Linked DNA regions of Mus musculus: regions 2 and 3 are each linked to region 1. The links are chromatin contacts, called in public promoter capture Hi-C maps. All regions are on one chromosome and are shown on one strand. The core of a region is the stretch at or near the end of the contact, and the rest is flanking DNA. Distances in the headings are between cores, read along the strand shown. Region 1 holds the start of Nsun6 (NOL1/NOP2/Sun domain family member 6). Region 2 overlaps Cacnb2 (calcium channel, voltage-dependent, beta 2 subunit). Region 3 overlaps Cacnb2 (calcium channel, voltage-dependent, beta 2 subunit).

What was found. Promoter capture Hi-C pulls out the DNA fragments that hold promoters and counts their contacts.
Region 2: a contact with region 1 is called in a promoter capture Hi-C map of pre-B cells, with 5 times the contacts expected there. The contact joins the enhancer-like site here to the promoter of Nsun6 in region 1. A contact is called at or near these places in 3 of 39 promoter capture datasets (the C10 cell line, the HPC-7 cell line and pre-B cells), 5 of 484 Hi-C or Micro-C datasets (the C10 cell line, the HL-1 cell line, the HPC-7 cell line and 2 more), 2 of 115 datasets of contacts at active chromatin or transcription factors (bone marrow-derived macrophages and microglia) and 1 of 9 other capture datasets (adipose tissue).
Region 3: a contact with region 1 is called in a promoter capture Hi-C map of hippocampal neurons, with 2.6 times the contacts expected there. The contact joins the enhancer-like site here to the promoter of Nsun6 in region 1. A contact is called at or near these places in 1 of 39 promoter capture datasets (hippocampal neurons), 1 of 15 datasets of contacts at CTCF or cohesin (CD8 T cells), 4 of 484 Hi-C or Micro-C datasets (Th17 cells, double positive thymocytes, group 2 innate lymphoid cells and 1 more), 3 of 115 datasets of contacts at active chromatin or transcription factors (CD8 T cells, the SCID.adh cell line and double positive thymocytes) and 1 of 9 other capture datasets (adipose tissue).

Annotation. Positions count from the first base shown.
Region 1 is chr2:15,047,247-15,052,172 of GRCm38.p6, forward strand. It overlaps Nsun6 (NOL1/NOP2/Sun domain family member 6), which reads right to left and starts at 2,066. Exons shown (of 11, transcript NM_028950.5): 1 at 1,676-2,066; 2 at 1-57. The coding sequence starts at 1,750.
Region 2 is chr2:14,941,866-14,946,791 of GRCm38.p6, forward strand. All of the region lies in intron 3 of Cacnb2 (calcium channel, voltage-dependent, beta 2 subunit), which reads left to right. Among named protein-coding and RNA genes, the nearest start is that of Nsun6, 100 kb to the right of the region's middle. Within about 2 kb of position 2,301, at least 28 of the 459 cell types and tissues checked have an H3K27ac peak or open chromatin away from gene starts, as enhancers often do. A contact at or near this core is called in the HPC-7 cell line, myeloid progenitors and pre-B cells, where this site is marked.
Region 3 is chr2:14,959,014-14,963,939 of GRCm38.p6, forward strand. It overlaps Cacnb2 (calcium channel, voltage-dependent, beta 2 subunit), which reads left to right. Exons shown (of 14, transcript NM_023116.4): 5 at 1,642-1,778; 6 at 4,893-4,926. Among named protein-coding and RNA genes, the nearest start is that of Nsun6, 88 kb to the right of the region's middle. Within about 2 kb of position 2,143, at least 12 of the 459 cell types and tissues checked have an H3K27ac peak or open chromatin away from gene starts, as enhancers often do. A contact at or near this core is called in hippocampal neurons, where this site is marked.

The DNA.
Region 1 (4,926 bases), core at 816-3,315:
AAGCAGCAGAGTCTCAAATTTCCTTTCTGCTTCTTGTCTGCTTGAAGCAGACACAGCCTGCAGTAAGAAGAAGTCAGGTCTCGGCTTCAGTGTGTAGTCATCAGTATTAACATACTTAAGGAATGTTAAGTTAAACTTAAGGCTTAGTTTGGTTGATATTACTTCTTTCCTTTCCAAACTGTTTTACAAATGGGATGGCCTTTCTTCATTTAAGCTGTCATACCTTGTGGGTTTGGAAAGGAGATGACCTGAAAGATTGCATCAATCCTTCATAAAATAATGTTCATCATTCTAAAACCGTTGAAATTGACCACTGACTGTCCCCCTTCCTCTCTTAATATATACTTCCCAAGACCCCTTGAAATAAGCATAAAATACTTTCTCTTTCCATATAGTTTATCCTATGAACAATATTTGGAAATAAGATGTGGAAATAAGTTTTAAAATCTCAGCTCCAATAACACTAAAGAGCATTTTAGTGGATTGAATTTTGCTAAAGAACCAAAAATTTAGAAAAATATCCACGTTGCCAAGGGGTTAAGGTAAGGTGGTTAGAGCATGCAGGGATATTTTACTAGAAGGCAATCAATATTCACTGGGAATTTCTGTGCTAAGTGTGGCCAGTAACAAGTAACTAACACTCTTTTTAAGACATGCCTGCCAAACCAATGTAGTGATTTTCACTTAAGGTTGATGCCCCAAGACAACCTTCGAAAGTACTTATAACCCATTCAATTTTCATAGAATAAATTAAGCTTTAAGCTTTATTAGTAAGAATTAATTCAAGGTAACTCATGCAAAATGAACATTTTCCAGTAAGGTTCAGTGGATTACAAGCTTGTAATTCTAGCACTCAGGAGGCAGAGGCAGAGGCAGGTGGATCACAGTAAACTCAAGACCAATCCGGTCTACCTTATGAGTTCCAGTATAGCCACTACTATGTGGAGAAACCCCCCTGTTTCTTTTCTTTTCTTTTTTTTCTTTTTTTTTGAGACAGGGTTTCTCTGTGTATCCCTGACTGTCCTGGAACTCACTTTGTAGACCAGGCTGGCCTCAAACTCAGAAATCCACCTGACTCTCTAACCCTGTTTCAATAGATAGATGAAAGAAGGACAGATAGATGGATGGATGGATTGATAGATAGCTTCTAAAACTGACTTTTTAATCATTATATCTGAACTTTAGTTGCTTGACAATTATGTCAGTTTGGATGAGTAAGAGGACTGCTTAGACTCTGGTGTTCTTAACAATGAAACCAAATCACTCTACCATGATTTATTAGACTAAATTGTAACCATTTCCAATCAAACACCTGGTGGCATTTAATGAGGCACTCAAAGTGCCCTGATCACCTGAGTAAGTACAAGAGCCTGTACTTTAACAGAACAAGTGCATCTACTGTGGAAGTCTTGAGTTGTGTGGCCAGGGAACTTCTCTGGTTGATTCTGCTACCCCTTCAGTACTAAGGGCTGACAGACACGTAACACTTTCTTTTGTCTTACATCTAAACGTGAGCATATATTTATCTCCATCTCAGTAAGCATCAATGGTGACAAAAAAACCACATTGTTTTTAAAGATTCCAATAAAGTAGTGGCAAAAACTAACCACATATTCCCCTTCTTTCTGCTGAAGTTGTATCAGAATTTTGGCAAACATCTATGTACGTGACCTACCTCCTCGTTCAAAAAGCTCTCTTTGAGATAGTTTTCAACTTCAGGTCTCAAAGATATCTTTGGAAATACATACATTCTTTTGATTTTTTTCTGTTTTAAGTTGTCCAAGAAAATGTTGGGAAGCAGTCTTTATTTCCGAATTTCAGCGTTGCCAGCCAATGGACGAGCACAAGAATGCCTTTCAGTGCTGAGTTCTGGAATGAGCAGGGCCCAAGGTTTGTCGTTCTCTGGGATGCTGTGAGACAGCTCCGAACTGCGACACTGCGCCAAATAGGGCTTGGTGACAAAAAGTGTACCTAAACGCAGATCGGAAAACAGACAGCGCCTAGATCCACTCTGACATGCTATTTTCCAAAACCGCGCCCCCAGCTTCGGAACAGAAAGTCGCTTCCTGGGTTCGTCACTTCCGGCACTCGATGCCCAGCCTTCTGTTCGTGCCCAACCTGCATCTGCCAATCACCTCCCCTGAGGGTGGAGCTTTTTCTAGGAAGGACTGTGCCGGGTACATCCTGGGACTCTTGAATGCTGGGTTGAACTGGATACCTCACTAACCTGAAATAAGGGAGATTTCCATTTATTGTCCCAGTACAAGTAGCGGTGGAGGCTTCCCTCGGACACTTTTTTTTCTTTTTTAAAGACTTATTTATGTCAAGAGTATGAATGTTTTGCCTGAGTGCATGTGCTTGCCTCTTTGATCAAACCCAGGATCTGAAGGTTGTAAGCCAACATATGGGAGCTAACAATGGAACCTGGGCACTATGCAGGTACAAGTGCTCTTAACTATTGAGCCATATCTCCTACCCTAGTACCCATATTTTTTGAATGTGCTAATACCCGTGGGTACTCAGGTACAACTTAAAATCCCCTAATAGTGTTTACAACTAGCCATGAAGCTTCTAGTTAACGTGCTTTAGAGAACAAGAGTCTTGATGTGAATTCCCTGATGGTAATGAGGTGACAAGAGTTTAAAAATAACTAACCAAAGTCAGTGGGATGTTTTATGCTTGAACATGATGAATACTTTTGTCTCCAATGCCACTGGGTTAGGGTTTGCTTGTTTTGGTTTGTTTGTTTTGTGCTTTTTGTTGTTCTGAGCCATATTTCATAGGTAACTATAGAGGAGGGTTTTTGCTTGGTGTGTGTTTAATCTTTTAAGTTTTCACACTGGCTTTAAAATATATATAACTGACACACCAAGTCTTTACTAGGTGAAAATTCCATGACAAAGACACTGCCACAGCTCAGCACAGTGGTTATAAGCAGTTTTCAAGGAGTAAAAGAAAGTTCCAAGAGTTGTAATAACTTTCCACAATCTCAGAAAAAGAAAATAGGCTATAGACCAGTAAGCCAGTTTCTAAAACAAGTACCCAGTTTTTCCACAAGATCATGTATCTGTGGTCAATGCATGGGATTCCTTCCTGACTTCATCACCTGAAACTAACAGAATGTGTCTGGGACACAGGTGTTAAGTGTTGCATGACATGCCTGACAGGACATAAACATCTATTCACCCCCAAATAAGAGTGATGTGGCTGAAGAAAAACTTGACAAGTCCAAATTGAAGAAATACATTAGTTTGCTAGGCTTGCTTACAGCAGGACAGGCAGCCTCCCCTCCAGGAACCACCACACTATTTTATATGGCTGTGATATGAATCTACAGCAGTTAACATAAAACTAGTTTCATAGAGCTACCCAATATAAAAGCAGCCAAGGGGGCACAGGTGAATCAAACTCTGGGAAAGGTTATGTGTCTATGTGCACTCTATCCTTGCTGTCACCAAGCACAGTCTGACCTGGGAAGGGTAGCCTGTTCTGCTGCATTCAGGCAGGGAGAACAGGTAAATGACATCTTGGTGCAACATGGAATGCTTTGCCCAGGATTCAGAGGGCTAGACCACCCACACAAAGGAATTTCAACAGACAACTTTGTAGTAACCTTGACACTAGATATAGTTGAAGTCTTTAAAAAAATAAAGAAAACTTGAACTTGAAAGTCCATGTGGGAGAAATTTCATTTCCACATAGAATACTCATTGTTTGACATATAAAGGGCACTCCCTGAATGACTAATCAAACCTTTGTGAAATAGAAAAGGAAACTGTTGTTAAATATGCATTTGATATAAAGTAGTTCACTACTTCAGAACACTTGAACAGTGACCAGAAAACATGTGGTAAATCTGCAGTTAGTAGAGTGGAGATGTTCTGTCTAAGCAATGGAAGACTCCTATATAAACATGCAAATGTCACAGAGACTTTAGATCTTTAAAGGGGTAGTATGGGCCCCCAAGCAGGGACCGGTGGGAGAAATAAATATGATGTGATATCATCATTTTAAGTTTGGTTATGACCTCATTTTATCTCTGAGGATTTTATTTCAGATTGATCTGGGGGACTGACTTAATTCTGGATTCTACACTTCTCCATTACAGGAAACTTCTTTTTCTTTCAATGCTTTTCTCTTGTATGAGTGTGTGTGTTTGTGTGTGTGAGTGTGTGTGTGTGTGTGTGTGTGCAGGTCCAGATGTACATATGTGCACATATATGTGGAAACCAGACATTGATGTGCACTCACAATTACTCGCAGCTTTCATTTTTGGGATAAGGTCTCTCACTGAATCTGGAGCTGGCTGACTTAACTGGATTGACTGACCGGCAGCAAGCTCAAGGGATCTGCACGTCATGTCTCTGCCTCCCCAGAGCAGGAATTACTGGCTCACACTCCTGGCTCAGCTGGATGATGACGACCATGATGATGATGATGATGAATCCAAGTGCTGGGCATCTAAAAATCAGGTCGTCGTGCTTTCATGGCAAGCACTTTACTAACTAGAATTTCTACTTAGTCCCATTCATTTCTTTAATTGTTTATTTTTGAAGACAAACATCCCTATTTAGCCCAGGCGCTTCTTGATTCACAATCCTACTGTCTCAACCTTGTGAGAGACAGAATTATAGGCATTTCTAACACCCACCCCCTCCTGATAATCTTAAGAGTTCTGTAAAGATAACGTAATATCTTTGCATATCCATTTAGCCACAAATCTAATCCTGTCAATACAATATTCAGCTTTTCTAATACAATTGGCCTCATCTGAGAAACTACAAATTAGAACTTACAGTGTTTGGAAAGCCAAATGAATGAATAAATGAATAGAATCTGGTTCAAAATGCTGCCAGAATTAAGCACACAAACGTTTGGACTGATTCATCATTAGTTCTATAAATTATAATCCACACCTTACTGGGA
Region 2 (4,926 bases), core at 1,051-3,550, 110 kb before region 1:
ATCTGTCAAGTTGATCATCTACTTGCTCTGTCCATTTAACTTGGCCTTGAATGGCTCCATGCTGTTTCAGAACGGCAACTTTTTCTCAAAGGAAAATGAGTTACCAACATAAAGGGCATGAAAATACTATGCGCTTGGTTCTGATGGTGCTTTCTAAAACAGAGTTTAAACAGCCTCCAAGCTGTAAAAGCAAATCCAGAATATAGATACATTATTCCCCCAAAGACATCTGTTTGTAGGACCCACCTCTCACTTTGGCAAGTTTATGTACATTTGCCAGTTTTAACTAATACTTCATTTATTTGAAGATTATACATTTTAATATTAGATTACTAAAATTAGTAATAATAGAAGTATAAGATTATATTTTCTCTTTTTAATGTTGCCAGCCTGGTCATTAAATGATTGGTACCCCTGACCTTGAGAGGAAGGCGGCCCCTGTGTGTATCTGTTACTTGTGCATACTAATCATTTTTTTAATGTCTCCTTTGGGAAACGTACACAAATACAAAGAATGAACAGAGATCATTGTTTCTCTCCAATGAAGTACTGGCAGGTCAGCATAAACCCATTCTTCTCTTGTAGAGCTCTGTGCCCCCATTTGCCAAGAATGTGCCCTGTATGTAAGAGACACTTAATTAGCAAATTCTGAAGTTCAGCGGAAATAACTTAATAACTGCCCCTATTCTGCCAAGCGTTAAAAGCTCAATTACAGAAAAGAGAATCCACAAATTTGACCTATTCTGTCATGTTCACACCCAAAGCTGAGGAAGTGTGAGAACACAGATGTGCTCAGCCTCGATGATGGTCTTACCAATTAGTGAATTGTTCCAAACATTAGTTTGGAACTTCATAGTCAGTTTTTCCAGATGTAAACACCTTTTCATCTAAGAATTTGTCAAAGGAAATGACGTGGGGTTTTGTTGTTGTTGTTGTTGTTGTTGTTGTTTAAATGGTGTTTTGAAGAATTTTGTACATGAGGACTTCATCTAAATTTCTGCCACCTCTGGCTCTCCTTCTAATTCTCCCATTACCGCAACTCATGATTTGTCTTTAAATCACTGTCTCACATACACACATGCACGTGCACATGCACACTCCATGCAAATGATGTGTACACACACCCACACATACATAACAAGCTCAGAGATTTATTGTTTGTTGTTGTTGTTTTGTTGTTGTTGTGTATTTTCTTTTTATAAAAGCACATGTTCTGGGTCATCACCAAAAGAGATCACAGCCTCTTTTGTAAGAGTTTAGATTTTGTTTCTTTTTACTTAGTCTCTGATTATGTGTGATAGTATCTCAGAGACATGTAAAGCTTGTTTCATGGTTCCTTGTAAAGTTATACAAGTTCTTAGTTTAAAATAACACTTAGTTTTATTTACTGCCCACTTGTTACAGAGCTTTTCCATTGCATATTATATTTCCAGGTTGTTGCTGTTGTTTTTTTTTTACATGTTTATTCTTGTGTGTGTAGGAGGGGTTGCACACGTGTGCAGGAGCTCTTGGAGGTTAGAAAAGGGGTCAGATCTTTTGAGGCTAGAGTTACAGATAGTTGTGAACTACCTGCTATGAATACTCAGATCCTCTGCAAGAGCAGTGAGCATCCATAAGTGCTGAGCCATCTCTTCAATCTCTCAGTTAAACTTTTCATAGCATATATATCTGAATTTCCCCTCTAAAAATTACCTACAAAAGTTATCTATTTGTATTACAATAACCCAGTCTTAGTTAGGGTTTCCAGTGCTGCAAGGATAAATATGACCAAGACAGCTCTTCTAAGGAACAACATTTAATTGGGACTGGCTTACGGACTTAGAGGTTCAGTCCATTATCATCAAGGTGGGAAGCATAGAAGCCTCCAGGCAAGCATGACACTGGCAGAGCCAAGAGTTCTACATCTTGATCTGAAGGCAGACAGGAGAAAACTGACCATTTCCCAGGCAGCTAGAAGGAGTGTCTCAAAGTCCACCCCTACAGTGACATACTTCCTCCCACAAGGCCACGCCTCCTAACAGTGCCACTCCGTGGGGCCAACCATATTCAAACTACTACAAACCCCTAAAATGGAAACTCAGTATCTAACCAACATCTTAGAGATTATATTCACATTTTTTTTGTAAAATAAACAAACAAAAAACAAATAGTGTTACATACAGCATACAGTTTTTAACCTTGGTCCCTTTAAATAGTTGGTGCATTCTTGTGTCTTTTTCACTGGCTACACACATCTCTAGTCATACATAGCACAGCTTATTTAGCCATCTAGATGACTTCTTAGTTCCCTAAAAAGCAGAAGCAGAGAGTTTATGTAAGGATGTAAAACAGGCAGATGTCCAAAGCAAGAGGGGGCAGGGGGGAGGAAGGAAAGCCAATGTGATGGACATCCTTGACTGCTTCTCAGTGTGACTGATTGCTTCCTCCTTCAGACTGTCCTCTGCGGCCCTACATAAACTGTTTCTCAGGCAGTCAGATGGATGATGGAACCTGTATCTTTCAATCATGCTTGTTCTGAGGTCTGCCCCTTGGACATCATGTCTGTGTTTCCCTGTACTCAAACATGATGAATAGAATCCCACAACCACTCAAGGGCCTCATGTAGGGGGAATTAACAAGAAGGTACTTGGCACAAGAGTCAGGTATGAAAAAAGATCTGTAGTGATATTTAAGAGGTGTCTATACTATAATTAGAATTTTAATATTAAAATATTGTTTGCCTAAAATTACAAACAATATATAGTTTAAATAAGGTACACTACTTGGGATGATGATGTGTCACTTTGAAGTCAATATTCTATCTAACAAAAAACACAGTACTATGGAGGAGAAATCTCCTCCTGTGTTGTTGGACAAGGGAGCTCAAGAGACCCACCCAAACACTATGGGCTATTGCCACTGCCCTTCGTTGCCTCCAGAATTGGGGAGTAAAGCCCTATTGCTGAAGACACCATACACTTCAAATATAGGACTTAGGCATACGAAGCTGGAACTGACTTGAAAATCTCATAGTATCAGAAGGTGATATTCAAGCTGTCAAAAGAGAAAGGCACCCAGTAGTGTAGTCTTACTCAGTATATGTATCATCACAACTGGACCAGTAAGATATCCACAGTGGTAGAACAGTGGCACTTTTATCGTGGTGGTAATCACCAACTGTCTAATTAGACTTAAAGGCCCACTCAGCAGGAGGGAAGTCATGCTTGGTACTATAAACCTACTTAGTCATCTCCTTGTGGCTGGGAAGTCCTAGAGGAGAATCTACCTTTGCCAACATAATGTTTGTTTACTAAACCAATATAGAGTCTTTTTTTTCTAAATATCTACCCTGATACCCACAGATATAAGTATGTACTCACTTATCAAAGAAGCTCTGGGGTTTTTTGTTGTTGTAGTTGTTTTTGTTTTTTGCAACAGATGGTCACCATAACATAGATACACATGTAAAGGAAATGCAGATAACAAATGACTGTGTGGTACCCAACCCCAACTGATAGATCTGCAATGCAAGCTCTAAACCCAGAGCTTAGGAAAAGCCATGCAAGAGGGAGTAGAAACAGTGTAAAGTCAGATGGTCAGGATACCCATTGATAGATTGTGCCCCCTAGACATAATAGGGGAAAGCCATCCATCAAGTCTCAGCAATATGACTGCCTGAACAAGGTCAATGTCAGAAATGGCAATAGGAGTTGACATACCAATCCAGACAGGTCAAATTCCACATGATTCCACCCACCCCTAGAGGAAGAGCTATAGGAGGTCAATGGCTTCTGAGGAAGGGAGAATGAGTTGTCTTCAGGGACAAACTCCCACACAGCTTGTCCCATTTCAAGTGGCTAGTCCTAGACACATCCACACAAAGCTAAATAGACTCAGAAGGATACACACACACACACACACACACACACACACACACACGCACACACATGCGCGCGCGCGCATCTGTCAACATATACACAAAAAAATACAGATATGCAATTTTCTATTCGGGGTCTTCCTAAGTCGGGTCCACGCAGGAGAGTGCGTGGGTAACAGAAGCAACAGAGCTTCTTGGACGGGGTCCCTTCCAGCCTTCATCCTCAGCCAGGAAGTGGACCTGATCTGATCCTCAGTCCTCTGTATACCTTCCCTGCCAGAGGAGAAATGACCTCCAGGGAGTGCTCTGACCCCAGGACTCAAGTGTGATCTCTATTTTTCTATCCAGGACCTCTCTGAGTCAGGTCTGCCAAGGAGAGCTCACTGGCCACAGAAGCAACAGAGCTTCTAGGACAGGGTCTCTTTGGGTCTTCATCCACATCCAGGAGGCAGAGATGATCCTGAGAGCTCTGTGCACCTTCCCCGCCAGAGGGGAGATTGCCTACAGGGAGTGCTCTGACCCCCAGGACTCTGGAGAGAGCTGGTCTCCCAGGAGTTCTGACAGAGGCTAACAGACTCACAGGAGGAACAAGCTCCAGCCAGAGACAGCTAGAACATCTAACAAAAGAGATTACCAGATGATGAAAGGCAAATATAAGAATTTTACTAACAGAAACCAAGACCACTCCGCACCATCAGAACCAAGTACTCCTACAGTAGCAAGTCCTGGATACCCCAACACACCAGAAAAGCAAGATTTGGATTTAAAATCATATCTCATGATGCTGGTAGAGGATTTTAAGTAGGACATTAATAGCTCCCTTAAAAAAATACAGGAGAACACAGCTAAACAGGTAGACGTTCTTACAAAGGAAACATAAAAATACCTTAAAGAATTACAGGAAAACACAACCAAACAGGTGAAAGAATTGAACAAAACTATTCAAGATCTAACAATGGAAGTAGAAACACTATAGAAAATTCAAAGGTAGACAACCCTGGAGATAGAAATCCTAGGAAAGAAATCAGGAACCATAGATGTGAGCATCAGCAACAAAATACAAGATATGG
Region 3 (4,926 bases), core at 893-3,392, 88 kb before region 1:
ACCTTTTCTGATATAAATAAACTTCAATGTAGAAAGGAGTCAGAGGCTCCTAGCAGGATTGCCAGGGCCCCTTTGGGCTTTGTGCCCCAGAAATTAGGAACTATTTTGCTGAGTGATCCAATTTTATGTGTGCCCTGCCTTTTATCTCTTAATGATTTACCTTGATTGACTACTGGTAATGTTTTTCCTGATGACTGAAGTCAGAGCCATATAAGGAAGAGGCTTTTTAGGTTTTTGGGGTTTTGTTTTTTGTTTTTTGTTTTTTGTTTTCTTCTTCTTCTTTTTAATGAGACAAGATTTCACTCTGTGGCCCAGGCTGACCTAGAATCTTTTATGTGGCCCTGGCTCTAAAACTCACTATATAGCCCAGCCTGGCCTCAAATGTGCTACAACTCCCTACTACCCACCATCCCTCCCTCCACTTCATTCACCTGGGTGCTGGGAGTCCAGTTGTAAACGTCCATGCCTGCCTCCCTGGAAGGGTTCGGTTGCTTCTTTCTACCAGAGAAGCATCATTTCTGCAGCAGAATGGAATGGTGGGAAATAGAGCAAATGAGACATGAAGGAAGCTGATGCCAAGAAAATGTTTGTTACCCTAAACAGACAAGGACAGCCTTTAAATTAGAAAAATTCACGTTTAATTACATTTTTTTTTGGTGTCCACATATCACATGTGTGCTCTGTGGGACATGATAATTTTTCCTAGAGTTCACTTTTTTTTTTTTTTTTTTTTTTTTTTTTTTTTGGACCTGAGGGAATTTAGAGTTGGAGGCATTCACACAGGGAGAGTATGAAAATTAACTGGGCCATGCACTAACTGATGCAAGTGAAGGAGGCTAGAGAGCTCACAACTGCAACAAGTCATAGACAAAGATGTAAAAAAAAAAAAAAAAAGGATGCAAAAAAAAAAAAAAGGAAATCCAAGTGTTCAGAATTGATGGTGAGCATCCACAGGAACGGGTGAACATACAACAGGAAGTTAAACTAATATAGAGACTTTTCTTGATGCTAATACCTTGAGCAGAATCATTTTGTACTACAGAAAGAAAAATCATGAGCTTTTTAGAAAATACTTGATAATAGATTTAATTGAGGAAAATAAAATTAGATCCTGAAGATTCAAGATAAATATTTACCTGCAAGATAAGCTACCAGCATAAACATGAGAAAAACCACGTGTGAATGCTGTACTGTATGCCTATAAAACTGCAGAGGTACATTTTGCTGATACAGAATATTTCAAGTATATTTCAGTATTCCTCTTCAATATTAATACTTTGAATTAAACCAATTTCATAAGCAAAAGAACTCTGCAAGACTTCCTAGATTGTCTCTTGCTAGGGATATTAATCTTTGAATGTTGACCAATTATTACATATCTCAGCTTAGACCTAAATGCAGCACTGGAAAGGGAAAAACAAGGAGATGCAGTCTCTATTGGACTGCTGGCTGGCCACACCGAGCTGGGCACACACTTTTCTGAGCTGAACACACAAACCCAAAGGCTTCTTGAATTTTGGTATTAGATGTATGCTTCTAACTGCCATGTTTTTCTCCCGTGAAAACAGTTGATGTAGAAGAAGTCAATTCAGACGTTTAAACCTCTTGAACTGATTCTAATACTTTGGATTTTGTGTGTAGAAATTTAATAATGACTGGTGGATAGGACGGCTGGTTAAAGAAGGCTGTGAAATCGGATTTATTCCAAGCCCAGTCAAACTAGAGAACATGAGGCTACAGCACGAACAGAGAGCCAAGCAAGGGAAATTCTATTCCAGGTATGAACAACAACAACAACAACAAATCACTGTTTATATAAAAATGCAGACGTTGTCCTCGCTTCTGTCCTGTTGCTTGCTGAGTGCTGTGATCCTTAGTGTATACTGAGCAGATGCTGATGGTGTTCATAGAGAGCATCACCGTTCCTTTTAAAAACACTTCACTCCAGCTTCTGATTCTAATTGAGAATCAATTGATTATGATCATTAATAAAAATAGCTATGGTTACAAAGCACTACATTTTGCCTTCAGCACAGAGGAGACCCTGAAATCCTAATCATTGGCTGAACATAGGCAAGCAGCAACCACAGTGACTAATCCCAGTGTCTGTCTGTAGCTGCCCAATGTGGCTGACAGATGCTTGAGGGATATCAGCCTCAGGCATCACTGACAAAGAGCAGCTCCTGTGGTCTCTTAGTTTCATTTTCACTTGAGAGATCCAATTTTCAATTCTACCAACTGTTAAGCACAGAAAAAGACACCATGTATGAAGCAAAATTGCCTTCATGAATAGCAGTTAGCTGAAGTTATGCAATAGGCTAGATCTATTACTCTGATAAGACCTTCTTAGGAGGCTTACTCTAGGCTTCCCTTCAGCAAGACATTCATTAAGAGGGCTTCTCACCCAGGAGGCGAACTTCATACTGAAGCCTGTGTATCCAAGGTGAAGAATGCAGTATGCTTCTCACATGGATGGAAGGAGAAAGATGGGAAGACTTTATCTTCCTGTGGGTGGCTGAGTTTCAGTCTTACTCCATTACAACTTGCTTGTTTGTATAATGTCAACTCCATTGTTAGTGCTTAAAATTTTAATGTTAGGAAGTATTTTTTACCTACTGTCATGAGATGAGTGAAACTGAATGGCTGTTGCCTCATTAAAACCAGAACTTGATCACTGTCACACTCCTACTGTCTTGCAATTTATTCTACAGAGCTGGGTTACTTCCTCTTCGAACTGTATAATGTTTCTTTGACTTTCATGATTTTATTTCATTGCATCTGTCTACCAAACTTTTATCTAGGTATGCCTAAGGACATCCACTCTCTTCCACAAGTATTTACATTTGCCTTTCGACACTTTTATATATTTTGTAAGGACATAATCAAAGTCAGTGTGTATGTCTATGTGTATATACATACAGACACACACACATATATACATACATATATATGTATATATAGTATACATATATATAACACATATTTCAGAAGGCTGAATTTTATGTAAATATGCATATATATTTATCTGTATTATATACACACATATGTATGTGTATTTATATACACATATATATATATACATACATATATACACATACAGAAAAATTTCAAAGACTGACAAAAGTCAGGAGCTAGAGAGATGCCTCTACAGTTAAGTAATGTCATGGTGCTCTTCCAGAGAACACAGGTTCAGTTCCCAATACCCACATGGAGTCTAACACTTGTCTGTAACCTTAGTTCCAGGGATCAGATGCCCTGTTCAGGCCTCCATGGACATTGCACACAGGTGATCCATTTACATATATGTAGGCAAAACACTCATGTATAAGAATAAAAATGTTTAAAAAGACTAACAAACATCAAAGGCACAGAGCACAGTTCAAGAACTTGGCATGTGGATGTCACATCATCCTCTGAATGTTTTACGTATTAGCGGCATCTGTCACAATTTTACACAACATAGTATACTGCCTATTAAAACTAATAAACCAGAAGAGCAAACCTGTGCTTGATCTAAAGTTAGGCTTTGGAGTTTAGGAGGCATACAAACAAAAGATGAAAGCTGCAAGAAAGAGGTGCTTGGTCTTAGCAACAAGCATCCTCGCACATTTCCCAAAAGTGATTCCATAAGCTCCACTTTTTACTAGCTGTATACACTCCTTCATGTCCTTATTGGGTGAGCGGGTGAGCAGGATTTAAACTTTAGGGATACGCAGAGCTCACCTGCTGGTTGTTTAGTAAAGTGATTGTCCTTTGCTTTGTGTATTAAAATGCTAGAAGAGTAGGAAAAAAAAATCAACCAGCAAGGGCAGAACTTTTAACTGCACATCAGTATTTAGCTAGGGCAGCAGTGCCTCTTGAGGCACACACATGGTACATGGTTCTTCCTAGTAGAACCTGGATCATCCATGATAAGATGCACAGGTTGGTGCAGTTATATTGCTTGAATTCCATGACATTCATATTCAGATAGCGTATTTCTGGGTTTTATGTGTTAAGGGATGGCACGCGTTCCTCTATCCTAGTGAACCACCCATTCTATCAACTCCAACATTTCTCAAACACACAAGCATATGCTCCATCACACTTATGTCTGGTAACTGAGAAGGATTTTTAAACTTTGATTTTTTTTAATTCTTTTTACATTTAAAACTAGCATACAATATATTAGATGCCATTATGACACTTTCTTATAAAGCATGTTTTAGTGGATTCTCCTTTGCCCCGTTCAGAAGTGTTGAATAATCTTCACAACTTAACCAAGTGGAGTCCTTCTTGTTAAGCTTGTTTTGAAAATGTTCACTATTGTCTTCTGGTTAATTCATATTGTAATCCTTGTTTGAGTTTATTCTTGTGTCTTAAAGATTGGTGAATCGGGACACTGCTTTGTTCCAATTGTTTATCTTTTGCAGGTTACCATGAAAGCTGTACTTTTAATCTTAAGCTACTAAAAATAATCAAGCTAATCCAAAGGAACTGGATCTAAGTGAGGACACATGAATTTTAGGTGTTAGCATTGAGGCCATACTCTTTACCTCCACATCCTCTAAATGTAAAGGCAACGCATGTCTTCCCTGTCTGCCTATCTAAGATCTAGTCATGGAACTTGAGAACCAGAGAAATTCTCCTAGCTCTTTCCCATACCCTCAGGAGCATAAAGAAAAAAAAAAAACACACCCTAAATTTCAAAACAGAAACTATCATAAAACTGTTTCAAGTACCACCGGAGTCTCCACTGGTTAATGACTGCTTGCTTCCTTTAAACAAATACACATTTTTCAAGAGTTCAATTAAAAACATAATTTATTCATTATTACATTTATCCAGAAGTACAATGTTTTTGTGTCTGAAACGACTGTTGCCTTTAAATCTGAATGTTTGGTTTCCTTCAGTAAATCAGGAGGGAATTCATCATCCAGTTTGGGT